Linked DNA regions of Mus musculus: all the other regions are linked to region 2. Evidence: chromatin contacts called from public Hi-C, HiChIP or PLAC-seq and promoter capture Hi-C data. All regions are on one chromosome and are shown on one strand. Each heading gives the region's core, a stretch centred on a gene start, on an enhancer-like site or on the middle of the called end of the contact. The rest is flanking DNA. Distances are from core to core; before and after follow the strand shown.

The links. Promoter capture Hi-C pulls out the DNA fragments that hold promoters and counts their contacts. Hi-C and Micro-C count contacts between places; a contact is called where the count stands out from the background. HiChIP or PLAC-seq counts read pairs in DNA pulled down with a chosen protein or histone mark. Capture Hi-C pulls out chosen DNA fragments and counts their contacts.
Region 1: a promoter capture Hi-C map of liver shows a contact between it and region 2, with 4 times the contacts expected there. The contact joins the enhancer-like site here to the promoter of Etv6 in region 2. A contact is called at or near these places in 3 of 39 promoter capture datasets (cranial neural crest, liver and pre-B cells) and 7 of 115 datasets of contacts at active chromatin or transcription factors (T-cell acute lymphoblastic leukemia, astrocytes, bone marrow-derived macrophages and 4 more).
Region 3: a contact with region 2 is called in a promoter capture Hi-C map of liver, with 2.9 times the contacts expected there. The contact joins the enhancer-like site here to the promoter of Etv6 in region 2. A contact is called at or near these places in 4 of 39 promoter capture datasets (the 3T3-L1 cell line, cranial neural crest, liver and 1 more), 1 of 484 Hi-C or Micro-C datasets (myeloid progenitors) and 6 of 115 datasets of contacts at active chromatin or transcription factors (bone marrow-derived macrophages, embryonic stem cells, extraembryonic endoderm stem cells and 3 more).
Region 4: a FOXA1 HiChIP or PLAC-seq map of pancreatic cancer cells shows a contact between it and region 2. The contact joins the enhancer-like site here to the promoter of Etv6 in region 2. A contact is called at or near these places in 3 of 39 promoter capture datasets (the 3T3-L1 cell line, the HPC-7 cell line and neutrophils) and 4 of 115 datasets of contacts at active chromatin or transcription factors (acute myeloid leukemia, extraembryonic endoderm stem cells, large pre-B cells and 1 more).
Region 5: a promoter capture Hi-C map of liver shows a contact between it and region 2, with 3 times the contacts expected there. The contact joins the promoter of Apold1 here to the promoter of Etv6 in region 2. A contact is called at or near these places in 2 of 39 promoter capture datasets (the 3T3-L1 cell line and pre-B cells), 2 of 115 datasets of contacts at active chromatin or transcription factors (pancreatic cancer cells and regulatory T cell precursor) and 1 of 9 other capture datasets (liver).
Region 6: a promoter capture Hi-C map of liver shows a contact between it and region 2, with 4 times the contacts expected there. The contact joins the enhancer-like site here to the promoter of Etv6 in region 2. A contact is called at or near these places in 9 of 39 promoter capture datasets (the 3T3-L1 cell line, the C10 cell line, the HPC-7 cell line and 6 more), 1 of 15 datasets of contacts at CTCF or cohesin (the NIH/3T3 cell line), 9 of 484 Hi-C or Micro-C datasets (the G1E-ER4 cell line, cerebellum, cerebral cortex and 5 more), 19 of 115 datasets of contacts at active chromatin or transcription factors (the 230-238 cell line, the NIH/3T3 cell line, acute myeloid leukemia and 14 more) and 1 of 9 other capture datasets (embryonic stem cells).
Region 7: a contact with region 2 is called in a Hi-C map of CD8 T cells, with 2.9 times the contacts expected there. The contact joins the promoter of Dusp16 here to the promoter of Etv6 in region 2. A contact is called at or near these places in 10 of 39 promoter capture datasets (the C10 cell line, the HPC-7 cell line, cranial neural crest and 6 more), 6 of 484 Hi-C or Micro-C datasets (B cells, CD8 T cells, LSK cells and 3 more), 9 of 115 datasets of contacts at active chromatin or transcription factors (the 230-238 cell line, astrocytes, embryonic stem cells and 6 more) and 2 of 9 other capture datasets (adipose tissue and liver).

Annotation. Positions count from the first base shown.
Region 1 is chr6:134,858,942-134,862,353 of GRCm38.p6, reverse strand. It overlaps a transcript of Crebl2 not described here. Among named protein-coding and RNA genes, the nearest start is that of Crebl2, 30 kb to the right of the region's middle. Within about 2 kb of position 1,858, at least 10 of the 459 cell types and tissues checked have an H3K27ac peak or open chromatin away from gene starts, as enhancers often do. A contact at or near this core is called in embryonic stem cells and liver, where this site is marked.
Region 2 is chr6:134,034,272-134,037,754 of GRCm38.p6, reverse strand. Etv6 (ets variant 6) reads right to left here and starts at 2,055. Exons shown (of 8, transcript NM_007961.4): 1 at 1,617-2,055. The coding sequence starts at 1,649. Gm46977 reads left to right here and starts at 2,443. Exons shown (of 4, transcript XR_001785383.2): 1 at 2,443-2,713.
Region 3 is chr6:134,942,478-134,946,091 of GRCm38.p6, reverse strand. All of the region lies in intron 1 of Lockd (lncRNA downstream of Cdkn1b), which reads right to left. Among named protein-coding and RNA genes, the nearest start is that of Lockd, 15 kb to the right of the region's middle. Within about 2 kb of position 1,876, at least 25 of the 459 cell types and tissues checked have an H3K27ac peak or open chromatin away from gene starts, as enhancers often do.
Region 4 is chr6:135,024,745-135,028,509 of GRCm38.p6, reverse strand. No RefSeq gene overlaps it. Among named protein-coding and RNA genes, the nearest start is that of Ddx47, 15 kb to the right of the region's middle. Within about 2 kb of position 2,094, at least 69 of the 459 cell types and tissues checked have an H3K27ac peak or open chromatin away from gene starts, as enhancers often do. A contact at or near this core is called in pancreatic cancer cells, where this site is marked.
Region 5 is chr6:134,979,593-134,983,363 of GRCm38.p6, reverse strand. Apold1 (apolipoprotein L domain containing 1) reads right to left here and starts at 1,363. Exons shown (of 2, transcript NM_001109914.1): 1 at 1,335-1,363. Gm36428 (a long non-coding RNA gene) reads left to right here. Exons shown (of 3, transcript XR_003956531.1): 1 at 1-226; 2 at 970-1,227; 3 at 1,309-1,466.
Region 6 is chr6:134,613,494-134,617,214 of GRCm38.p6, reverse strand. All of the region lies in intron 3 of Mansc1 (MANSC domain containing 1), which reads left to right. Among named protein-coding and RNA genes, the nearest start is that of Gm38910, 7.4 kb to the right of the region's middle. Within about 2 kb of position 2,039, at least 70 of the 459 cell types and tissues checked have an H3K27ac peak or open chromatin away from gene starts, as enhancers often do. A contact at or near this core is called in the G1E-ER4 cell line, bone marrow-derived macrophages, liver and 2 more, where this site is marked.
Region 7 is chr6:134,790,449-134,794,100 of GRCm38.p6, reverse strand. It overlaps Dusp16 (dual specificity phosphatase 16), which reads left to right and starts at 1,473. Exons shown (of 7, transcript NM_130447.3): 1 at 1,473-1,824. 1700055D16Rik (RIKEN cDNA 1700055D16 gene) reads right to left here and starts at 1,741. Exons shown (of 2, transcript NR_151454.1): 1 at 1,605-1,741.

The sequences.
Region 1 (3,412 bases), core at 609-3,108, 820 kb before region 2:
TAACCCCAGCATGTGGGAGGTACAGACAAGAGAGTTAGGAATTCAAGGCCAGGATTGGCTACAGGAGTGTGTGGGAAAACAAAAACCAAACCAAACCAAGTCAAAACAAAGGTATTGCTTTAGTGACTGACTCCATCAGCTCTGAGTTATACAGTAGACGTTACAGAGTTTGGATTGCCTTCATACTTGAAGGACGTGGGATTTTAGCTCCCCAGGGTGACCAAACGCAGGCTGAGGAGGCAGACCTGGAGGTCGGAGGACATCATGTGGTTTGGAGCATGCAACAGTCGACATGGCCTTCCAGCACTTTACTAACCAAAGCGTAGATGCAGAAGACTGATGCTCCTTTAGGGAAACGTTCCAGAGACGCTGCAGTAAGGTGGATACTGTTCTTTTATGTAGTCATGGCAACCTGGCTCTGGTTCCCATCTCTAAACCCAGCACTGGATAGGTGGCCACAGGAGATCCCTGGAACCTGATGGCGGGAAACCAGTGATTTCCAGGCTCATTGAGAAAAGAAAGTGCAGAAGATTGACAAGGGTCTGATGACAGCCTTCCCTGCTCTGTGCTTCAAGTTGGCCTGTACCCACCCCCTGTTTAATGAATTCCTGTCTCATTTGTTAGGTTCGCTCTCTCCCTCCTTTTGAGAAGAGTCTATCACAGTCCCTCGAACCCTGCTCAGGGTGACTTTGAACTTCTGATCTGCCACCTCCTGCGTGCTGGGATTGCAGGTGTTCACACCCTGTCTGTGTGGTGCCGGGGACGTTTGAGCTGGTGTCTGCCAGACAAGCACTCTACCCATCGAGTTCAGCGCCTGGCCCGTTTCCGCATTTGTCCTCAAGACGCTCCCATGATGTCCCGCTCCGGGAGGCTTTAGAGTTTTCAAAGACTTTTTTTTTTCCATACTAGGCAGAGTTCCTGATCTCTCTGGTTGAAAAGCTCATGTTCTCATAGTTTTGTCCTTTTTGGCTGGGAATACTAAACGACGAGGGTCACTCTAACAAGGCCCGGGGCATTCTCCACTTGCATCTCCTCCCAGGCCTCACAGACGAGCCATGACGTGAAGGGATGTTTGCTGTGTCTTTCTGATATTCCTTTCTCTTCCCGTGGCTCTTGGGTTTGGCTGCTCCAGCTTGAACAGCACGTTTGTATCAGTATTTTTGCTCTTCTTTGTTTTGTTTGGTTATTTTAAGACAAGATCTCTCTCTATAGCCCTGTCTGGTCCAGAACTATGTATTGATCTTCTTGTGTTTTTTGAGTTGGCATCTCATATAGACCTGGTTGGCCCCAAACTTGTGATGTTGCTAAGAATGAACCTTCTACCTTTAGCTAAAAGTGGGCGGGACAAGTTTAATGAGGATCATTTCCTGTTTGTTGCTGTAGTCCCAGTAGGGGTGCTCTGGCTGTGGACCTGGGTGGTCTGTCCTGGCCTTCAGACTCAGTTCAGAGTCATTGGTCCCAGAGTCTTGAAAGTGCTTGCCAGGAAGAGGTTGCTGAGGGACACGAGACCGGACTGGGCTTTTCCCGTTCAGATCTTTATCCAACAGAATAGTCTGCTAGGCACAGCTCACTGCCTAACTCCAGCCCAGCCCAGCACAGCCCAGCACAGCCCAGCCATGCTTGGGACCCTGTAACAAGCAAGTAGTAGATTAGTTGAGTTTGTGGTGACCCCAGGATTAAGAATTCAACTGAAGGCTGGGTATAGTAGCATAGCCCTTTAATCCCAGCACTCAAAGAAACAAGGCATGTCGATCTCAGTTCCAGGACAGCCTGGTTTACAAATCGAGCTCCAGGCCAGCCAGAACTGCATAGTGAAACCCTGTTTAAATAAAGATAGAAAAGAAAAATAAACACAGCTGATCTTCTGCCTCATGGTTCCTAGAGTGGGACAGGGCTGCAACAGTTTCAGTCACAGCTACAATGTGTCCTGTGCCATAATCTGACTTTCTGGACAGCTCCGTGCTGTTTACAGTCTGAGTTCCTTCAGCCAGTTCTTCACCCTCTATACTCTGTGTCTCAGATGTACTGTTCTGAGCTGTATTGACCCCCATTTTGGCCATTTCCAGGGGTGCATCGGAGCCTGACTGTCCATGGTCTGTAGCATTCACCTATATCCACAGAGTACACACACCTATACCCCTGCTGAATAACTACCAAACTGATGTCACTGAACAGGGAGAAGAGGCACACTTACTTGGGTTAAAGCAAGCTGTAAAATGCCATTATTTTGCATACTTTTCACACAGGCACCCCTAGTGAGTTGAGGAATATAAAAAGGTGTGCCGATTGAGTAAGTTCTAGGCAGGCCTAGGCAACGGGAATGGTTCAATGAGCAGATGGTAGGAGGTTTTCTTCCATGAGGGCTTCTTAAGGGGGAACTGGATCTGGAGATCAGGCCCATCAGACACTTTAACTGAGTGACTTTGTGCAGTGCACACTCAGCAAAACTTTACATGACAGTCCAGACAGATTAATGACCACTTGTAATCAAGTAAGACAGAGAGTAAATAAGTGGTTCTTAAAATGAACCTAACTAATTGAAGGCTATTATTGCCACAAAGAGCCTCCAATTATACCAACTCAAAGGATAAGTATAACAATATATAGAAACCACCTGGGAATATCCTAATACTGCATTTTGATATGAGCTCATTAAATCTTTTTTTAAGATTTATTTATTATATGTAAGCACACTGTAGCTGTCTTCAGACACTTCAGAAGAGGGTGTTAGATCTCATTACAGATGGTTGCAAGCCACCATGTGGTTCCTAGGACTTGAACTCAGGACCTTCGGAAGAGCCGTCTGCGCTCTTAACCACCGAGCCATCTCACCAGCCCCAAACACTTCTATTTTTGATAACTTAAATCCTTACATACTGTGAATATTTTTATTTTCAGATTTATTTAGTTTGTCTATGGGTGTGGTCAAAAGACAGTTTGGGGGAGGGGGCTTTCCCTTCTGCTGTATGTGTGGGTTCTAGGGATCAACTCAGGTTGTCAGTGTGGTGGCAAGCGCCTTTACCTGCTGACCATCTTGCCAAGCCAATCCCGTGTTATTTAACAGGCAGGTTTTCATACCCCTGTGACTCAGAAAATGGACTAAGGACCCGCCCCATACATTTAAATAAGAAAGGATCATGTGTCTGTGTGCTTGCCTTAGTGAACGCCTATGCAACACCTATGTGCAGGGGCTCATGGGATCTCCTGCAACTGTAGTTAGTTACCTGGGTGCTGGGAACTGAACCTGGGTCTTCTACAAGAGCAGTAAGCAGTCTTCAGCACACTTGACCGTGGAAGCAGAGGTTAGCCCACCACTCTAGTTCTCCCCGTTCTACCATGTGGGGCCTGAAGTCAGGCTGTCCGGCTCTAGCGGCTGTAGGTGTACACAGTTACCCCAGTGCTGTCAAACAGG
Region 2 (3,483 bases), core at 806-3,305:
AGCACTCCCCGCTGCTCCAAAGCCTACCCCAGATATTCACCAACACAAAAGACCAAAAAGTTCTTCTGGGCTCTCCTGTGAGGCACAAAACAGAGACACCAATGCACCTTCGAAGTCCTCGGCAGCCTGACTTCGAACCCATGACCGTCATTCCTGATAAGAAACACCAAGGTCTGATTCTAATTATGAAAAACTAGTTAAGGCAGTGACAAAATACCTTTCCCTCCCATAGATCCTAGATGAACCGCTGTCACCGCCCCAGAGAAGAAAACAGGCTAGTTGCCCATTGTTTCCCCAACATCCATGCAAGGGGCACATATTAAATAGGCCAAACCATTAGAAAACTTGAGAAACTTCAGCCCTGCCCATTGAGCAGAACAGCTTGCCTCCTGGTGACTGGCAGAACCTTGAAATAAACGCAGCATGGGAAAAATAACTGAGGTAGACAGTCAAACCATCCTGCCTCCCAATGGTGGCAAACTTCACAACAACTTTTTAAAAGCAACTAACTACAGCACCTCAGCCTATATAGACAGACTGTGTATATACATGCACATGCGACTACCTGGAGGCAAAGGCTGTTTGCAAATATCCCTCTTGAACTTAGAGCAGGTCAGGGAGCTCCAAGACTGCAGCTTTTCCACACCAGCTTGGACTGTCAGAGAAGGTCATTTTGCTTAGCTACTTCTTTTCCACCCTTCATCACAGGAGTTTTCTACTTTCAGATTGCTCAACTTTCATATGCACTAGCGTAAAACAACTATTCAGCAACTTTATTCACCTTGGTTTAATTTTTTTTTTCATTGTGCAATGCCCAGGAAAAGCTGACACCAAGACTGTCTTAGGACTTGCAATCACAATCAGAAGAGAAGAGAGGGTAAAATTCTTGTGTGATAGAACGGGGGGGGGGGGGGGAGGAGGGGCGTAAAGAGAGAGAGAGAGAGAGAGAGAGAGAGAGAGAGAGAGAGCATCCTAGTGGAGCCCCTAGAACTTTTTCCCTAGAGACCACCCCTTGGGAACAAAAGTTACAATTCAGTCTCACGTTATGCGTAGGAATAAAGAGAAAGGGTTTTTCTTTTTCCTTTCTTATTTTTAAGCGCACTAATTACGGAGGTGCTCTACAGATCTGAAGACAACCCGGGTTCCTCCTACCAATTGAGAGCGGCATTACATTGTCAAAAAGAAAGGGAGTGGGGCTCTCTTTCTCTCTTGTCCTCTTGGGCTATTACCTTCCCCCTACCTTCCCTATTCCCTTCCCTCTCTCTCCACGTGTTCATGGCCTGCCTCTACTTCTCTACTCTCTCCCTCTCTCTGCTTTTTTCTGCCACAACTACCCTCTTGACTCCCCTCCCCTTGCCCTAAATAAACTCTATTCTATACTATTAAAAAAAGGAAAGAAAGAAAGGGAGTGGGGGGGGGAGGCAGGAGCCCAAGAGGATCTCGGCGGAGAGGGGTGCAGCAAGGTTACACTAAAGGGTACAGCGCGGCCGCGAGCTGCATCTCCTTTTCCCTCGCGCCCCAAATAATTCCCCGCCAGCCTAGCAACTGCACCAGCAGCCCCGGGGTAAGGGGGTTCCGATCGCCCAGCGGAGGAAGGAGGGGAATCCGATCGTTACCTTAATGCTAGACTGAGCAGGAGTCTCAGACATGTCTCACAGCGAAAGGGATCAGGAAGTTCTCAGTTTTTTTCCACTTTCCTTTCCTCTCCCCAACCCAGAAACGCTCGGCGGGGCAGCGGGATGCGGTCGTTTAAGAAGTTTCTTGCAGCATCGCTGGCGGCGGCCGCCCGAGGGGGAGGGGGGGCTCTTCTCAACGCGCGGATTGGGCGCGAGGTGCGGGGGCGTAGGAGCCGGCGAGCACGGCGTGGGGTGTGCGGGTCGCGGCGCGGCGACCCGGGCGCAGCAGGCCGGCCTGGCGTGTCTCCTCCCACCCGCGGCCGGCGCGCCCGCCCTCCCGCGGCGCTCGCTCGCTCGCTCTCTCGCTCCCTCGCTCCCTCCCTCCCTCTCTCTTTCTCGAATGTTTTCCTTCCTGGAAGAGAGAAACTGAAAGGCAGAACTGAGAAAGCTCTCTGCTCATTGATCTTGAGAGTTTCAGGGCAGAAACTGACGTGAATTCCCAGCACCCGGCTCTGCCTCTTAAAGGAGCCACCAGGAAATAAAAGCTCGGGTTACCGCGGGCCGCGGAGAAATCAAAAGGCGTGCGGGGGAGGGGCGCGGGATGCCCACTGGGCCGCCCCGAGGCGGAGGACGCCTTTGGGGAACCTTGCAGCGTGGCCCAAGGACCAGCAAGCCTGGTTCATCTCTCTCCCGACTCCCCTGGCTGCGCCTCAGGAGGACCTGGGCCACGCACAGTAGGGGCTTTTCTGTGCACTCCCAGAGGCGCAAATGCAGCCTGGGGACCGCAGTCTAGGAAGGGGCTTTCCGGGAAGGACGCGGCGCCGCAGGAGGAAGCGAGACAATGGCCTTTGTTCTGCGCGGCGACCGCGGCCGCTTTAAGAGAATCCACCAGGAAATGGGAGCTCGGGTTACAGGCTGCGCACGGGGAAGTGCAGGGCGCGACGCTGGAGACAAAGCCGCGCGGTCGCGCTCCGGCGCAGGGACGCGGCGAGCGGGGGTGCTCCCCGCGACGGGGGCGCCCCACGGCCTGACCTCCCGCCTTCCCCGATTCGAAATCCCCCGGCCATTTAAAGCCACAGCGGCCGCTACCAACCGACGTAGGTGACTGGACTACAAAGTTGACAGGGCGCGTTCCAGCAGATCTTAGCCCTCCCCTGGGCCGCTCCTCGGGCTCGGTCATTGGCGGAGGGGACAGCCCGGGGTCCTGCAGAGGAGGGGCTGCCAGAATCCTGGGGCTGAGGCGCTAGCCTTGAGCACCAGCGTTCCGATCACTCTATTTTTATTGCTATTTATAATCTCTTAAAATGCCCACCGCAGAAGATGGTGTTTAAATTCTAACCCTCTAGTCTATACAGGTTTAATATGTGGATATATAACGAAGAGCTTGATGCACTTCCATTTTGTGCTTTGACGGTAAAATAAACACAAATGTATGCGTGTATGAATGCATTATACTCATCTTCCCTGCTGAGGGTTTCCCAGACTCACCTCTGTATTCCCACCTCTGTAGTTTCTTGGGAAGGAGGCGTGGGGGTGGGAGGAAGCAGTATTGTTTTGAAGTAAAATCTCTCAATGTAACCCTGACTGTCCTGGAACTCTTTCAGGCTGGCCTGGAACTAGTTCTGCCTCTGATCTTTCTTATGTATTTATTTATTTCCTGCACACTTTTCAGCGTCGTAAAAACGTGCTCAGACTTTCATAAACAGAACTTCTGTTCATACATACTCATATTAGGACACTCTAAATGAAATTTTCCAAGAGTCAGGCTGGGAACGCACCCCGTTGCTGATAACAGTAATGTTCTTGGAGGGAACCTCCAAGGTACCACAACCCGTTTTGTCATCTAGTAGCCATATTCACCAAAAGA
Region 3 (3,614 bases), core at 627-3,126, 910 kb before region 2:
TGGCTCAAGTATGTCGTCCTACATCAGTTTCACTTAATGAAGCTTTTCCTTTAATAGTCGTGTTTCGTGTGTGCTAAGCAGCATACCAAGGAAAGGCTGGGTGGATGCGTGGTGGCAGAAGCCCATGTCTCAGTGCTCGGGGGTGGAGGCAGAGGATTAGGTTTGGGACCTGGAGAGCCCTGGCTGTCCTGGAACTCACTCTGTAGACCAGGCTGTTCAGTAATTAAGAACACATACTGCTTCTCGAAGGACCCAGCACCCACATCAGGCAGCTCATGCCACCTATAACTCTGTCCCCAGGGGGTTCTGACAGACGCTTCTGGCCTCTGAAGGAACATGCATACAAGCAAACATACGTATGTGGTTTTAAAAATAAAAATAAGGGCTGGAGAGATGGCTCAGCAGTTAAGAGCACTGACTGCTCTTTCAGAGATCCTGAGTTCAATTCCCACATGGTGGTTCACAGCCCATCTGTAATGGGATCTGATGCCCTCTTTCTGGTGTGTCTGAAGACAACTACAGTGGGCTCACATAAAATAAATAAATATTAGAAAACAAGGAGGAGGAGGAGGAAGACAACAAGGGAAAAAAAAGAAAATGTCTTCTAAAAAAATAAATAAAAATTAATTTTTTTTAAAGAGGCTTTGAGCTGGGTAGCACATACCTTTGATCCAAGCACTCAGAAGGCAGAGGCAGGTGGATCTCCAACTTAGAGATTTGCCTGGTCTACAGAGTGAGTTCCAGGACAGCCAAGGCTACACAGAGAAACCCTGTTGGGGGTTGGGGGTTTGGACCCAGGTCCCAGCACCCACATGGCAACTAACAGCCCTGGGTCAGTCCAGCTCCAAAGGAATCTGATGGCCTTTTCTGGTCCCCATGGACACTGCACACATATGGTGCATGTACAAACAGTGGCCAGAGCACTCACCCACATAAAAATATAAATAAATCTTTTGAGAAAAAAATTCAAGGTGTTCCTGTGCTAAGGAGCTCCAGGTTCAGTAGAAAACTGTCTCAAAAAATGTGTAAGAGAAGCCGGGCAGTGGTGGCGCACGCCTTTAATCCCCGGACTCGGGAGGCAGAGGCAGGTGGATTTCTGAGTTTGAGGCCAGCCTGGTCTACAGAGTGAGTTCCAGGACAGCCAGGGCTACACAGAGAAACCCTGTCTTAAAAAAAAAAAAACCAAACAACAACAACAAAAAATGTGTGAGAGATTGAGGGAGACAGCCAGTTTCAGCCTCTTAGAAACACACACACATAATACATAATATGCACATATTTAATAATATGCATGCATACATACAGAAACACACATAATATATATGCATACACACATACAAACACATACGTACATAATATATAAAAATATGTATTCCATATTTGTTTACTTATTTATTTGGTATGGGCACACGTGAGTGCACACACATGCTACAGCCAAGCATGTGGATGTCAGAGGGCAGTTTGAAGCAGTCAGGGCTCTCCCTCCACCATGTGGGTGGGGTCCAGGAATTAAGCTCTAGTTGTCAGGCTCTGTGACAGCCGCTTTACCCACTGAGCAATCTCTGTAGCCACTTTTTAGGGTTTTTTTTTGGAGACAAGGTCTCATGTAGCCTAGGCTGACCTTGAACCTCTGATCCTCCTGCCCCACTTCCAGCATGCTCAGGGCATTCTAGAATTTATTTTTTTCTACCTAACACCAATAGCATTAAGCGCTGTATCGTGTGTTTGGTTTCCTAGGCACGTAAGGGAGGCATAAATACCATCCCCATTAACTGGAGGATGCCTTAACAAACCACAGAAAACTGAACCTCTTCCATCTTCTTACCACGTGAGATCTTACTGGTAACATTATCCCCAAACTTGTATTCCTTGATCTTTCGCAGCTGGCACACCAGAGAATGCCTCCTGCGAGACTAGCTCTTCCGTGACTTACTCAAGAGCACTGTGCACTGGGGAAAATCATTTTACATTTCCATTACCCGACCAGTCTTTAGTTACCACCCTGTACTTGGCTGACCTGAGCTGGATCACAGAATATTGGGTACACGAGGTCACTCGCCCAATCTTTCTATTTACAGATGAGAGAATTCTAATTTGTAATTTCCTGCAGGGACTTTAGACAAGATGACTTATAGGTTCCTTCTGGCCACAGTCCCAGGATTCCTATTTCCTTGCTGGCATCAATGCATTCCACTGACACAGCTCAGGTTATTTTCCAAGAAAGCTAAGTTCCTAATTCATGGCCACAAACTACATACTCACAGGAGTCGAGGAAAGCAATAGTCCCTTCGTGCGGGATGAGCAGTGAATATCTAGGCTCTCATTAGAAAAGGAAGACCATGTGACGATGTTACCTGATGGCTTAGGAAAGCCAAAAGTGGCTTCATTTTGCAGCCACGCTGAGGTCAGGCTGTTATCTCCGACATGACTAGTGTATTGTGCTCATAATAGTCTGCTGGAGGAGATGGACAGGAATGTAATTACTACAGAGAATTAGGCAAGTGTTCTAAAGGCCAAACACTAGGAAGGGGCCTCAGTACTTCAGTTTTATGCCCTGGTGGTTCGAGATCTTGAACAATGGTGTTTAGCTGAGCAAAGATGTAGGAAGAAAAATCTAAAATCCTTCTCTGGGCCAAACTGTGTCAGCAATAAATAAAATACTACAAAAAAAAATTACCAAACACCAGGGACCTTAAAAAAGAAAAATCTATCACCAAGATTGAGGTATGATGGCACACTCCTTTAATCCCAGTACTGGGGAGGTAGAGGAACTTGGGGGTAGAGGTAGGAGGGATCAGGAGTTCAAGACCATCCATGGCTTTGTGGCCAGTTTGAAGCTAGTGTGTACTATTCGAGACTTTCATAGTTAATGCTGTCAATCTGAGAGCCATTGATAGCTCAGAGAGATAATACACTAGTCGCCAAGCTCCTGAGTTTGACCCCGGGACCCACTCGAAGGAGAGAACTGACTCCTGAAAGTTGGCCTCTGACCTCTCTGTGCACACAAATAAATGCTTAAAAATTATACATAAATCTGAGAATAATCATGCATGCCTTTAATCTCAATACTCGGGAGACAGAGGTAAACGGATCTCTGTAAGTTCAAGGCTATCTTAGTCTACATAGAGAGTTCCTGGACAGCCAGAGACATGTAGAAAGAGATTTTGTCTAGATAGATAGATATCTAGATAGATAGATAAATAGATAGGTAGAATTTGTATATACATGCACACATATATACACTGTCAATTAGACAAGATCTAGAATTACTTTGTCATGGTTTGTTTCCTGTTGCTGTGATAAAATACCCTACCTAAAGCAACTGGGAAGAGAAATGGGTTTATTTTTAGCTCACAGTGCCAAGCTATAAACATTCATAGAAGGGAAGTCACAAAGGCAAGAGCCTGAGTCTGCTGGCCACAGTTCACCCACAGTCAGGAACAGACAACGATGAAGGCTTGTGCACCAGTGCTCAGCTCAATTTCTTTACTCTTATGAGGCCCATGATCTTCTGCCTAGAGAATTGTGCCTTGTCTTCCCACACCAATTAACATATAAAACAATTACCCAGAGGCATGCCCAGTGGCCCATCTCCCAGGAGGTTCTAGAGTCTG
Region 4 (3,765 bases), core at 845-3,344, 990 kb before region 2:
TCTGTTTTCTCTTCCTGCTATGTAGGTCTCAGTAACTAAAGTCGCTCTGTAAAGCTTAGCCTTTAGCTCCTGATCAACCTCACCAGCCTTCTCCCATGTAGGCCAGCCTAGGCTACACACACTCCTCTTGCCTTGGCTTTCTGAGTACTGGGATTAAAGGACTGAGCTCTCCACCCACTCCCTGAACCCTCATCCTCTGAAATCCACGAAAACCAACAAACGCCAACAGAAGCCTTGGTTCAACTCTATTAGCGGCAACTCTCGGCTCCCTATATGATTCTTGAATCTCCTTGGGAAAATTCAAAGAAGTAAACACAGAATAAGGGGTGACCAAGAAGGAGTATCACAAACAAGCTTTTCAGAAGTTTCCTCAAAAACTGAGTCATGGCCTCCAGCAAGGGAAATGATGGGTGTCAGGACCCAAGAGTGCCAAGACCCAGCAGGCTGGCCACAACCTCATTGTTCGCCATCGTGTGTCTAAAACAACCCTGACTGAGTTAAGAAAAACGTGGCAATCAAGAAAACTTGTCATGGTCTCTGCTCTCTTGACTCACTGAAAATCACAAGGAGAGCATTGGCTTGAAGGTGGCACTGGGTTTAATAGCCTGGACTGGCGAGTTTCTGAGATGTCAGGCAGCAAGGTAGAGTCACCAGAGGACTCATCTTCAGAGAATGGAGGGGAAAGAGCCAGTGTTCAAGGCTGGGAGGTAAAATAATATATATGTACACACACATATCTGTATATATATACTTTTTATAAATTTATAAAGATATATATAAAACACTTTGTCTCTGTTCTGTAACACACTCTCTCTCTCTCTCTCTCTCTCTCTCTCTCTCTCTCTCTCATCTCTATCTCTGGGGTGGTATGGTGTGTGTGGGTATAAGGGTATGTGTTTTGAACATGGGAAGGCTCACTCGTGTGTGTGTGTGTGTGTGTGTGTGTGTGTGTGTGTGTGTGTGTGTGTGTAGGCCAGAGGTCAACATCCAGTGTCTTCCTTGATTGCTCTTCCTATCATATGGGTCTCAAGGACCAAGCTCAGATAGTTAGGCTTGGCAGAAAGCTCCTTTACCCACTAAATCACCCCACAAGCCCACAACCATATTTTTTTGTTTTTGAGACAGAGTTTCTCATTGAACCTAGAGTTCACCAATTGACTACACTGACTGGCTAGAGAGTCCCAGATGTCCAGCCTCCCTTCCCAAGTGCTGTGATCACAGGCACAGGCCACCACACCAACTGTTCATGAGTTCCGGGGATCTGAACTCAGGCCCTCCTACTTGTACAGCAAGCACTTCAGCAGCTGAGACGTCTGTCCAGCCTCTCATTTTCTTTTTAATGCCAGGAATCAAACCCAGAGCCACGTGCATGTAAACACAGCCTTTGCCATTGAGCTATGCCCTCAGGCCCACAGCCCAATATTGCTGACCATCATGCCTGACTGCTGCTATCATTCTTTTGGATGGAGGACAAGTCCCCATCACTTTGGGCCAAAGACAAAAAGAATAAGTGACTCACTAGCTCCCTGGCACCAAGCCATGAGATAACATGGACAAGTGAAAGCTATGGACTGGCCTGGATGAGGGTACAGCAAAACAGAGGGATATATCGTGAAAGAGGATTCAAGACCCTGAACAACTTACTCTCATACACACTGTGCATTGGGAAGGAAATGCCTGTATTCCCAGGCTCCAGACTGGAGGGGGAGAACCAGGAGTTGGTGACCTATCAATACCTAGATAGGCAGGGGAGACTTTAGCACAAATGGAAAGCTAGCACAGATAGGGACCAGGGAACAGAGCAAGGCTGCATTTTATACAGCATTTAGTTCTCCCAGTCCTAGAGTCTGGGTAACCCAGAGATCCCTGCACACAAAAGGCAAGCTCTCTACCTGTGAGGAAACACCCCAGGCCTGGCCTGGCAGTCCTGTTAAAGACTATCACCCTTCAGATACCTATAGGTACTTCTCATACCTGCCCTGATTGCTACCCCTTAGTCACTGCAGGCCACACAAGAGTACACTGTGTGCCCTTTGATTCTGCACTGCACCCCAGTCACTGCTCACTAGTAACTATTTTTTCCCACAGAGGAAGTGAGGGCGAGCATTTCCCCCTTCTGCCATCTACCGGTGAAAACGAAGATGTTCTGTTATCCTCTCTTAATGGTTGCCCATTGGAAACTAAGTTGGCATCTGAAAGCTTATAGGCATAACACTCATTTGTTATGTGGAGCACATTTAAGGAAATGCAATACTGCCACCACTGGCTGATTCCTTTCGTTCAGTAAGTGCTTGTTGAGTGTATAATGTGAAATGCATACAAAAGACACACATACACATCATATAAGGACTGAGATTTGGAATCAAATTTGGTTTTGTTTTTTTGGTTTGTGTATGTGCTTTTGTTTGGGTCTTTTGACCTAAAATTTTTTTGCATCTATTTATCAGAGGTAGGGTGGAAACTATCACAGGATGTTAAGAGATTAAGAGGAAGTTCTGTGAGTCAGTTCTCTCATTATATGAGTCCTGGGGGGATCAATCTCAGGTCCTCAGGTTTAGTAGCAAGTGCCTTTACCTGCTGAGCCACCTCACTGGCTCTGTTTTCCAAAAGATGGGGTTTCCACGTAGCCCAGGCTGGCTCCAAACTACCTACGCAGCTGATGCTGGCCTTGAACTCCTGATCTTCCTGCTTCTTCCTCCTAAAATCTGAGATTACTGGTATCAGATGAACAGATGGCTGTAAGCAGACGAAAGCTCTACCATGGTTTGAGAATGGCCCCCAATGCATGGAGGTGTTTGGGAAGAATTAGGCGGCGTGTCCTTGTTGCAACAGGTGTGTCACTGGAGGTAAACTTGGAGGCTTCGAACGCCCATTCCAGGCCTAATCTCCTTCGTTCTGCCTCCTGTTTGTGGATCAGATCTAAGCACTTAGCTACTGCCATGTTCCCTAGCTTGATGATCATGGCATAATCCCGAAACTATAAGCAAGCCCCCAATAAATGCTTCCTTTTATATGATGTCTCCTCACAGCAACAAAGTCTCTAAGACAAGCTCCAGCGGTATCAACAGGTATGAGGGTCCTACAGACTGTGTGGCCTCCAGCTGAGCATGTTCTTGTCTTCAATCATGGCCCAGAGCTCTTGTCTACTTAGGTGTGACTGTTTGGCGATACTTCCCAGACCTCAAGTTTCTGCAGTTATTTTTAGCTGTAGTTTTAGTGCATTCTTGAGACAGGTGAGGCATAAAGAATGTAGGTGTGGGTCACCCTTGAATCTCCAGTGCTTGGGCTGAGTCTCTTGTCATTCCAGCCCAAGAGTGACTCACACCCTTTTATTATCTGCCCCAAGGCTAGGTTTCACCTCAAGAACTCTGGATTAGAATTGCCACAGCCTAGTCTCTAATTTCTTTTTTGAGGACATGCCTTCTTCATGCTTTGTCACCTGCTTCTGATAAGGTGGATTCCTTCATTTGCTGTAACCAACACCACTGCCCTCTGGTTCTTTCTGGTCCCATTTCCCAGAGCTGAGGCACTTGGCAACTGGCATCAGATGTAGGGGATAGATAGCTCAGAGACAGGAAGCTACTTGGAAAGCTCTCTGGCTCTCATCCAGACATCTGTGAAGAGTCAGGCAAATTCTGGGGTGTTTGTTGCATTTTTATAAGACCAAGAATAATAAAATGATCTAGTTGAGTCTTGGACCCTCAGAGTAACAACTGAGCTACACCTCCAAGCCTGGCACAACGGGTTATGTATATGGACGTACTA
Region 5 (3,771 bases), core at 114-2,613, 950 kb before region 2:
ACTGGGAACAGGGAGGTAGGTTACTACTGGGTTATGGGTCAAGTTTCCAAAGGCTCTGGAGCCTGGGACAAGTCACACAAGTTCCCAGAACCCGTTAACTGTGCGTTCCAACAGAGATTATGCTGTCTTCTGCTTTCCTTCCAGGGAACAAAATCTATGGACACCATCCACAGATTTAAATAAAGGTTTAAACGGGAAGGTGGAGACTATTAGAAAGCTGCTCCAGGTAAATGCTCTGAAAACAGAGACTTTGCTCTGTTTTCAAAATGACACTTGGGCTGAGGATGCAGCTCAGGGGTAGAGCCATTGTCTGGTGTGACACCCTATTCTATTCCCCAACTCCTGACAAACAAGGACCAATAAAAAGAAGAGAACACCTTAAAAGTAGCAAACCGTGCATGTAACGTAACAAAAACTTTTCATTATGTGGAGACTTGTGTCCTAGGGACTCAAGGTACTTGCCCCCCCCATTCTCATTATATCATTATATTCTCTCTCTCTCTCTCTCTCTCTCTCTCTCTCTCTCTCTCTCTCCTTCTCTCAATGTCCCTGTCCCTCTCTCTAATCCTAGCACTTGGGAGGCAGAGGCAGGATCATTGAGAGTTCAAGGCCAACCTGGTCTAAATACTGAGTTCTAGGCCATCCAAGGCTACATAACAAGAATTTGTCTCAAGGTAAAAAAGAAAAGGTGCTAGCTAGCAGCTCACTGGAGGCTTCCTTGGGTCCAGATGGACTGAAGCCAATAAAAGGTGACTAAGGGAGAAAGCTGAATGTACCAGGTTCATCTGTAAAAGGCCATCTGTCCTGGTAATGAGGGAGCCCCATTTTCATACACACTGTACTCTCCACCAGTCAGAACTTCTTAAAGGCACCAAATAAGTCACTGAAAGAGCATGTCGGACCTGAACGAGCAGGGCAGAAGTTATTTAATTTTTTATCTTTCTCCATTTGTTTTTGTTGTTTTTAAAGACAGGCTGTTACATAGTCCAAGTTGACCTCAAACCCCCGATTCTCCGGCCTCCACCTCCTGAGTTCTAGAATTCCAGGCTTGCATCGGCATGCACAGCCAGAACTCATTGTCCTCGGTTAAGATGAAGGCCTTTAGAGACCGGCTACCAACAGCTGATGTTTCTCAGTGCCCCCAGAAGAACACTGGTCTCCTGACTCATAGGTCCTACAGCTCCTGGTTGACCTCCATGATCTAGCTGACCAGTAAGAAGTTTTCAGGTAACAAGAAGGTTGGGAAAAAGTCACTCCAAATACATGACGCCTCGAGAGTTGACCCCGATATCACCAATCCCATTGCAGACACATCCCTCGGACTCCCCACTTACCCTTCACTCTGGCCTCCAGGAAGAAAAGTGGGAGACTGTTTCTGGACGAGCATACTTTATAGCTCCCAGGAGCCAATGACGGCTCTGGGAAAGCCTTGTCTCATTCTGAGAAGCTGCTGTTTCCTGCCCTGACCCCTGCTGCCTTCGGCCAGGATATGACATGTTGGAAAAAGAGACGCTGGCAAAGCACGTCCCGTATTTAGGAAATGAATATTGTGTGTTCGCTTTCCCCTCCAAACGCAGGAAGAGAACCACAGGCTCTTCCCCAACTTGAAACAAGTGCTGTCATCTCCCAGTGGGGATACCCTGCCTTTCCTCTCCTGAGAATAGCTACTGACGCCATCGGGGGAGGCTTTCCCACATGCCCCAGGCTGCCCAATTATAGTGTTTCTTTGAGAGGACTCCATCAGAAAATCATTTTTAAAAAGAAATAGGAGGGACCGGAAAACTTAATTATGATCGATACAGCCACTCATGGTCCTTTTCAAAGAGCTTTGTGGGGATGTAAGTAGCTGAAGCATGTGACCCATTAAGGGAGGGCAGCCAGCACCAAGGAGCGCCTAAAATTCAAGACCACGCCCACAGGAAGTGCTGCGTGCAGTTTAGGGCATCTCCAGCTGTGGAGAAGACACAGGAGGTCTCAAAAAGGGCACACTGCGGGGCCAAGTGCGTCAGAAAAATCACTGGGGTCAAGCTGCACACCGAGCTAATTATACACTTTCCATGGCAGCGGGGAGATGATGGCTTCCGGGGTTTTCATATGAAGCGAGGACTGTAGCTTGCATCATGGTTAAATGAGTGGATTCTAGCTACAGGTTCCCCAGCAGGGTCTGAAAAACAGTTATCTATTACAGAGCGTGCAGGCGGGGAAATGAATGTAGCTTCTTTCTGTGCCTTTACCCAGACCAGATGGCGATGCACCCCATAGCTATCCCTGAAGCAGTTAGGGTGGGGGTGGGGGGAGGGGAGAAGCTGAAGCTTAGTTGGGAAACCCAGTCTCACCAAAGGACCCCTGACACCATCGTCAAAGGCCAAACTGGTTTTCACCTAAATGATTCATGTCTCCAGCTGGAGGTGCAGTAGACTAGCACGCGGAGGCCCTGGATTCTAACACTGGCACCCAGAAACCCATCACTGTGGCCCACCCCTGTAATTCCAGCACCAGGAAGTAAAAGCTTGAGGGTTAGACATTCAAGGTCAGCTTCGGATTCATAGCTAGTTGGAATCCAGCCTGGGCTACGTGAGACCCTGTTCCCAAAACGAAACAAAAGTCCCCCTTATTCATTTGGAGTCTCTTGCATCTGTTCAGTGCGGTCTCACTATGGAGTTCTGGCTAGCCTAGAACTCATTAAGTAGATCAGACTGGCATTGAACTTGCCTCTTGCTCTGCCCCATTTGGAAAGTTTCAACAGCTCTATCATTGTAGAACACAATTAAGCCCCTCACTTTCGTATGGATAACCTGTCTTTACCAGAGCAGTGCCACCTGCAGCACACCCTGCTGCTCTTGACCTTGATCAGTCAGAATTTAGTCCACGTCCAAGTGTTCTGGTTATAGCTCCTACAGAATAGACATAACCGAGCAGAATGGCCCCAGCGTCTACTTGTACTCTTGAGATAAGAGGCAGAACGGCTGGGCATGGTGGCACAGGCCTGTCATCCCAGCACCTGGAAGGAAGCATCATAGTTTGCTCAAAGTTCAAGGTCAGCCCGAACTGGAGAGCAAAACCTGGAAGCACAGGGGCCTGAGTCTAATCCTCAGGACCTACATTTAAAACTGCCAAGTGTGGTGTTGCTGGTCGAGCAGCCTAGCTTACATCACAAGCTCTATCTACTCCAACCACAAAAGGGCAGCCAGCACATGAGGAACAACACTCAAAGCCATTCTCTTACTCCCACGTGCATGTACACACACACACACACACACACACACACACACACACACATATATAGACAGGCCCAGCACACTGTTGGTAGGTGCCATTCCTGTGCAGGTCCCTGGTCCATGTGTGTGTGTGTGTGTGTGTGTGTGTGTGTGTGTGTGTGTGTGTGTGTGTGTGTAAAGGGCGTCAGGGGTGAAGAAAAGGGTTTATTTTCCTCATAGCATTGAGGTTCTGGCTCATGACCTGTTGTTAGCCCCATTACTTTGGGCACATCAGGCCAGAGGTGTGTGGCAAACTGTTCCTACCTTAGGAAAACAGAACAAAACACAGAGGAAGAAGAGGGACTGGGTTTTCTATGATAAGCACCAGCTGGCTCCTTGCCAGCAGGTCCAGGTGAGAGGAGAGGGGCCTCACTCCTGCCGGGGTCTCTCTCCGGGGCTGAGCTGGATGGCGAGTGCCCCACGGTCCAAAAGAAACACACCAAGCCAGGAGCCTTATCAAAGCAGGAACCAACTTTATGGCATCAGTGTCTTCCTTATATAAGTTGGGAACATA
Region 6 (3,721 bases), core at 790-3,289, 580 kb before region 2:
TTCATAAATATTTCATGATTTGAAATTCATTAAACTAAAGATATATTTTTCTATAATGCGATCTGGCAGTATTTTTTTTTAATTTTGTTTTTACCTTCATATTATTAAAAGTGCATAGCTCTGTTATGGGCACTTTTCTTTTTAAAATAGACGAAGTCTCCCAGGTAGCCCAGTTGATTGTTAATATTCTATTTATTCACTTAGTCAATAAATAAAGAATGTTATTTAGCATTTCCTTTGCCTCGGCACACTTTCTATATCCCAGGGATGAAGTGCTGAACATAAAAACCACAGTTCTAGTTTCTCAAGCTGACTTTTGGGGGAGCTGAGATGGTAGTCATAACACACGCTCGAGAAGAATGTGGAGGAGTCACAAGTGATGTGCAGGGTTAAGATAACCCCACAGAATAATTGCCAAGGTGGCCCCCTAAATTAGGTGATCGGTGAGGGTGTAACCCCTAGATTGAGATCTGGAAAGCCAGGGGCCAGATCTGAGGAGACAGAGAAGATCTCCCAGGACCATGATCCTTAGGTGGAATGGGTCTGGAATGTCTGAAGAGCAGACGTTCATTCTGAGCCCAAGAGGCGTAGTAAGCCATACAGAGTGTGTGGTGTGAGGAGGTAGGGAGTCCAGGTCACTCGTGCGTTTGACATCCAGAAGAGGAGGTAGGTTTTATTGTATATGGAGAAGGGAAATGCTGAGGGAAGTTTTGGGGTAGCCATGCTCCATGGTGTCTTTTAAAAAAATTCCTGTTACTATGTATGTGTGTGTGCGTGTGTGTGTGTGTGTGTGTGTGTGTGTGTGTGTGTGCACATGACCTGGCATGTGTGGAGGACAGAGAGAGCCTTATGGACTTGGACTTCTCTTTCCGCCTCTGTGTGCATTCTGGGTATCTTGCTCAGATCTCAGGTTGCCAGGTTTGCCATGTAGTCTAGCCTGGTCTTGACCTCAGAGAGCTCTGCCTACCTCTGTCTCTAGAGTGTTGAGACTCAGGCTGTGTGCTTCCAGTATGTCTTTAAGGAGACTTCTTAGAGCCCACCGGTGTCTCCTTTTAGAACTACTCTGAGGCCACAGGAGGTAGGAAAATGGAAAAACTGGTTCCTTGGGAAGTAAGATATAGGCAGAAGATGTCCAGGGAGATTAAAGGAGATAGAAGGAGGTAAGATTCCAAGGCTTGCTGGTAGCCAGGAAAATGGACACAAGGAGGCTGAGGTTTAGTTTTTGAATAGCACATCTGACAGGTGGGGCCACCATTTGCGAACTGGCTGATCTGAAGGACAGTAATGTTAGAGTCAGGAAGTAGAATAGAGTAAAGTGTTCCCCTTCTTGCCTGTTAAATTGAGGTACTTTGTGGGATGAACTGTCTGGAGCACCTGGGTGTGTGCTTTGTCTCCTGAGTGGGGGAGAAGGGATGCCTGAATTTTGTTCCAGAACCAGGGAAATCCAGTGTGCCAAACACTTCCTGAAATGGGTGCACAGAGCACAGATTGTTTGAATGATCTGCCATGGTGATATAAATTACAATTGAAGATTAACTTTCCCAATTTCCATAATATTTCTGTAGAGTTGATGGATTTATAGTGTATGAAAGAAGAAATACAAGATAAAGCTGCTGGCCAGTGGAGATGAGAGGAAAGGGAAGTGGGTCTGTGTAGGAACTTTGTAAGGATAAGAATAAGAAGGTAGATCTGGAATCAAGCTGTTCTGCTGGCAGCCACCAGGGGGCATCATGAGCACAGAGCAGGTTGAAGGATGGGTGGTTCTTGGCAGTGACACCCGATCCTGGTCACATGCGGAGGACAGTGTATTCATTCCTACAGGATGTATACAAGTTATGTTCTTAATTCAATTTATAAATCTATCGCGTTTGCGGGTTGAGTTCTTCCACTGATCATAAATTATCCTGTTTGAACTGAACTGAAATGTAAATATCTGTTCGGTGGTTTGTTTCTGAAGGAATTTTATTTCCTGTAACCAGCTGACTAATATTTACAGACTGACACTTTGAAAGATGACAGTGGACTCTGCTCGGGCTATAAACGCACTGCAGCTTCGCATTCATCTGTCTTTAATAGTTTTGCAATATATCTTTCTACCAAGCTCTGTAAGAATGGGAGAATTCAGAAATCCAATAAATTGGAAATCTATTTGCTTAGCTGGTTTCCAAGCAATAGCCTCTGGTTCTTTTTTTTTTTTTTTTTTTTTTTTTTTTAACTCAGCAAAATCCCTTGAAAAACGAAACTCTAAAGACGTTTAAGGCCCAGGGCTGTTTCCCAAGCCCCAGAGAGAAGCCCCGCCCAGTGCAAACAGCAGTGGGCGAGGTGGGAGGAGCAGGTGTGAAGGGTTCTGTGAGGTTCTAGGCTTTTTGCCAACATTTGTATCTTATCAGACCGGACTGGTGCTTGCTTTTTATTACAGCTGAGGTCACAGGTCTGAGAAAGCAAACAGCTGTTTCGGTCGTTCTTGTCAATGGATATAGCTAACTTACAGTATCAAACAGACCTCAGGTCAGTTAGCTAAATGGTCTTGCGCTCTCTCTCTCTCTCTCGTTTTTTATTTTAGAATAATATTTAAGTGTTTTATTATAACACTTTATTTATTTAGTGTGTGAGTGTGCAGAGCTGTGCTCACCATAGTGATAGTGATAGTGTAGAGGTCAGAGGACAACTTGTGGGAGTCCGTTCTCTCCTATCAGATCGGTCCAGGGGACTGAACTCAGGCCTTTCAGGCCAGGCTTGGCAGCCCTGCTGGGCCATCTAGCTGATGCCCCTCCCCCCTTTTAAAAATGAAACATGTTGAGGTATATTTGTTTCTTTTGTGTGCATCCTCCCTGGGGCCCATACATACTATAAGCTACACTCCCAGCCCTGAGTCCTCATTCTTACTAAATACCTTATGATACAGATGGTATGAATGTGACATCACCTGTAGTAGTTACACACACACATATACACATATATGAAGATACACACACATATGAAGTTACACACACACATATATACACATATATGAAGTTACACACACATATATACATATATATGTTGAGAAAGAGGAAAAAGGAATTGTCAGAGGAAAAAGGAAGCTCAAATATCCAGATTTTTGTGGGGGGGGGAAGTGAAGTGGTTTGAGACAGTCTATGTAAACCAGGCTGGCCTTGAACTCATTATGTAGCTGAGGGTGACTGTAAGTAAATTCTTGACCCTTCTACTTCCCAAGTGCTGGTATTAATGGCATCACTACAACACCCAGCCCCTACTTCCATTTTAGAATAGAGCGAGGTAGCCTAGAGCATATGTCGGGCAGCTTTTCTGTCTTGATGTCAAATAGTTCTTAGGTTTTGGAGGCCTGGGTTGAAGCGCTCTGGCTGTGTGCAACCAGTTATATCTATTCACCATTGACCTTTATTGTATAAAAGCTGCCATGGTGACCATATCAATAAATGAACACATTGGGCACCAGTAAAACTTGATTGAAGAGCAGTAACATTCAAGGAGTGTACGATTTTCACATGTCCAAAGTTGGTTATTTTCAGCCATTGAAAAATGTAAACTTCAGTCACAGCTTGCAGGGCACACGGAGGTAGATAGCAGGCTGGACTTGGCCACTGATGTCAAACCCTGTCCTAGATGAATGAAGTGATTCTTGTAAAGGTTCTTGTAGCCTGGTGGGACGATACACGTCAATAATGCCAGCAGGGTTGGGGCATGCAGATCTGGGGCT
Region 7 (3,652 bases), core at 224-2,723, 760 kb before region 2:
GGCGGTGCCCACATCGATTCACCTCAACATACTGCTTGAAGGCCGGAATCCTTACTTCAGTACCCTGCAGATGGCGTGTGTTGAGGGGTACAGGAATCTGGTTCTTGGGCCAGTCCACTCGAAGTGTGCTTTTCTGTCATTGATCTCATCTTTGTTATGTGATATCCACGTGAGTCCTTTTTAGTAGAAGCTTCAAGCTCAGATGCTCAAAGAACACTGGAATAAAGCTTCGATTGTCCTATTCAGTTGCTGAGAGTGGTTGTCGCCACCTCAGGTCTCTCATTTTCCTAAGTAGGTAGTGTCTCAAAACAAAGCTACTTTGAAAAGAAGGGAGAAAAAAGCAAAAGCAAAAGCAAACCAAAACAAACAAAAAACCCAAACCCATGAAAGACTTGGAGTTAAAGTAGGCTCAAGTAGGTCTTGCATCTCTTGAAAGCAAGTGAACTCTGGTTTGACTTAAAGATGATGCTGTACTACCGATGTCGAGAATACTTACTTAATGTGTAAGGGCGTTTTGATTTCATGTTTGTGTGTGCGCCCCATGTGTGCTCGGTGCCCATGGAGGTCAGCGGAGGGCATCAGATCCCCTGGAACTGGAGTTACAGATGGTTCTGGGCTGCCATGTGGGTGCTGGGAATCGAGCCGTCAGTGCTCCTAACAACCCTAAAATACCTTTAACGTCTTATTACATTTTATTTGTGTGTGTGTATTACATTTTATTTATTTATTTGTGTGTGTGTGTGTGTGTAGCGGGGTGGGGAACAGCATGTGGACTGAGGACAACTTTCAAAGGCGGTTCTCTCCACCGCATGGACCCTTTACTTGTTGAGCCATCTCGAGGGCACGCAGAAAAGATTCTTTTAGAAAAAATAATTCTTGGCTGCGTTTGCCCGCACTCGTGTAGTAGGGTCTTTCAAGGACGAAGACATAGGTGAAGATATGTTTGATATCACCGGTGCAGTTTTCCTTCAAGTACCTGTAACTTCCCTCTCAAGAGAAAAGCCCCGGATTTGGGATTCCGGGACCTTCTTACAAAATGATTGACTGCAGCACTCTCAGATCGCCTTGCTTTCCTTCCCCTAGAGTGGGGGCATTGGAGCAGCCGCCTCCGTCGGAGGAGAGACCCCAGCGCGGGCAGGAGGCGGGCGGGCCACAGACCCAGGCTCCCGGGCCGCGAACCCGGAGCGCCGAGGCGCCGCTCGGTCGGCCCGGTACGCGACCCGAGCCCGCCTCCCGGAGGCTCCGGAGGCTCCGGCTCGCGGGGACGAGCGCCGAGGGGCGGGCGATGCGCGGCCTGGGCCGGAGACCCCGCCCCCCCACCCCGCCCCCCGCCCCGCCCTCGCCCGTCTCCTCCTTTCCCCCCCGGGCTCCGCTGAGTTCATTCACTGGGATTGGTTTCAAGTGACGCCATCTCTTTATTTTTAAACCGATGACCTCATCCGCGCTTGAAGTTTCCTGACCAGCGACTCTTTCTCTCTCCCCAACCCCCACACTACCCCCCCTGGTCCCCTCCTGCGGGCATCACCGTTTGGGGGGGCTCTCATCCCGTTTCCAACCATTTACCCTCCCCCTCTCGCTTTTCCCGCGCGGACCCCCAACTTTACCTCAACTTCTTCATCCCTGTCGACATTTTTTTTTCCCTCTTTCGGGGGGCGGTGGAAGAGAAAGTGAAGAAAAGTTGCAAACGCCCGGGCTCTCGCTAAGCTCTCCGCCCACCCTTCAGAGGAGAAGCCCCGGCGGCGAGGAGGACGCGCGAGCGACGGCTGGGCGACGCGGTGACAACGCTCGCTCCCCTCCGCGAGCCTGGAGCCGGCGGCCCCTCAAGTAAGTGTTCGCGGCGGGCCGCGGGCCGGCTGGGAGGCGCGTCCGCTCCTCGTGCCGGCCGCCGCGCGCTCTCCCCGGCCGGGGGCCGGCGGGCCACGGCGGCCCGGAGCGGCGACGGCGGCGGCGGGGGGTGTGTAGGCCGCGCTGGGGGTCGGCCCGAGCCGCGGGGGCGCCCCGGCCTCGCCGCGCCGAGCGGGCGAGCGGGCGAGCGGGCGAACGAGCCCCGGGCCGCGGGTCGCCGGCACCTGGGCGGGCGAAGCTGCTCACTTCCAGACTGTTACACAACACGCCTGCCAAGTGGGGCCCTGACTGTTTCCATAATCCCAAATTCACCTTGTGTGTGTGCAGGCAGCCAGCGAGGCCACCTGGGGAGCGACCGTGTCGCTTCCTTAAACAAGGAAAAAAAAAAAAAAACCCACCCCCAAAACTCAACTTTCATTCCGGGGCTCCCGTCACGGTGTTGGAGGAAAACGGTCCGCCGGTGACTCCTTTATTTACAGTAGCTGTAAAATGTGAGACATGAAAACGGGGAAACAACGGACGGTGTGTGTGTGTGTGTGTGTGTGTGTACGGTGTAGTTTCACGTGGAAAAAAAAAAACCCTAAGGAGGACATACATGCAAACTCTTTAAGAGCGACGGGTTGTTTCCTACAGAAAGCTGATAATACACTTGGGGAAAGTACAAGGAGATCTTAAAATGAATGGCTTGTGCAAAATTGGAAAGAACTTTTCTTAAACGCCTGTTGCAAAGATCCTTGGTGTTTTGAAGTCCTGTGTGTCTCAGATTGTTTGGAGAACGCACACCTCTAATCAGCCCATGATTAGAGAGGAAAAACCTGTTGCATAATCTCATTTGCTGTGGGGTTGGCTGTGCCGTCCCCTGAACCAAGGGGAAGTGAGTTAGGATGAGGGTTTTTAAACCTCTGAGGTTTTTATTTACACAGTGCGCTGGGTGCCACTTTGCTTTTAAAGATTGTAAGTAAATACTCTGCTCTTACAAGCGAATCAAACCTATCGAACCTGCTGGGAAAATGACCAGGTATGTGTTCTCTCCTGCTCACGTTATCTCTCTCTCTCTGAAATAGATTCTCAGGGGGAATAAGCCTCTTTGGCCACTCTGTGGAGCTTGATAGTACATACAGTTAACAACTACTTCCTCAAAAAGCCTACACTTTTTCATCTCCCTTAAAGAAAAGACCTTTAAAGGTAAATTTCAGAAGAAGGGGAAAAAAGCTTAACAATTGAGACAATTCAAATATTAGCGAGCACACTGTGGGAGGCTGTAATTCAGATTTATAGAATTCTCTATTGGGTGAAGACCAGTCGCTTGGAGAAGTAAATTGAAAACTGAAGTGTCTGTGGCTTTGTGTATTCTAGTCAAAATGTGACCAGGCACTGCAAAAGGGTTTTGTCTTTATGTAAAAAATAAAACTGTGGAACTTATTGTGTTTAAAGACATTGTGGAATGTTGATATTTTCATAACATTTACCATCTTATGGACAAATTCAGAACTTCAGCTTGAATTATTAGTTTTAAGGTGTAAGATTTTGTGTTTATCAGAGTTCCAAATGGGGAGAAAATTCGAAGTAAGTTTATTTTGCATTTTAGTAAGTGGTGAATAAGCTGATGTTTAGAAAGTATAAACTGTTGATAATGATAGTTACAATTTTTTGTTTTATTTTACTCTCTGGTATCTTAGCAACTCAAGTGAAATACTTATCCTAGAATTGTGCTGATTTTCCTTCAGTGTTTCAGATGGTGAGTTTCAGTAGACAGGGCCAGGAACAGAAGTACACAGTTACCACTCCCTCCCCACCCCTCACTCTG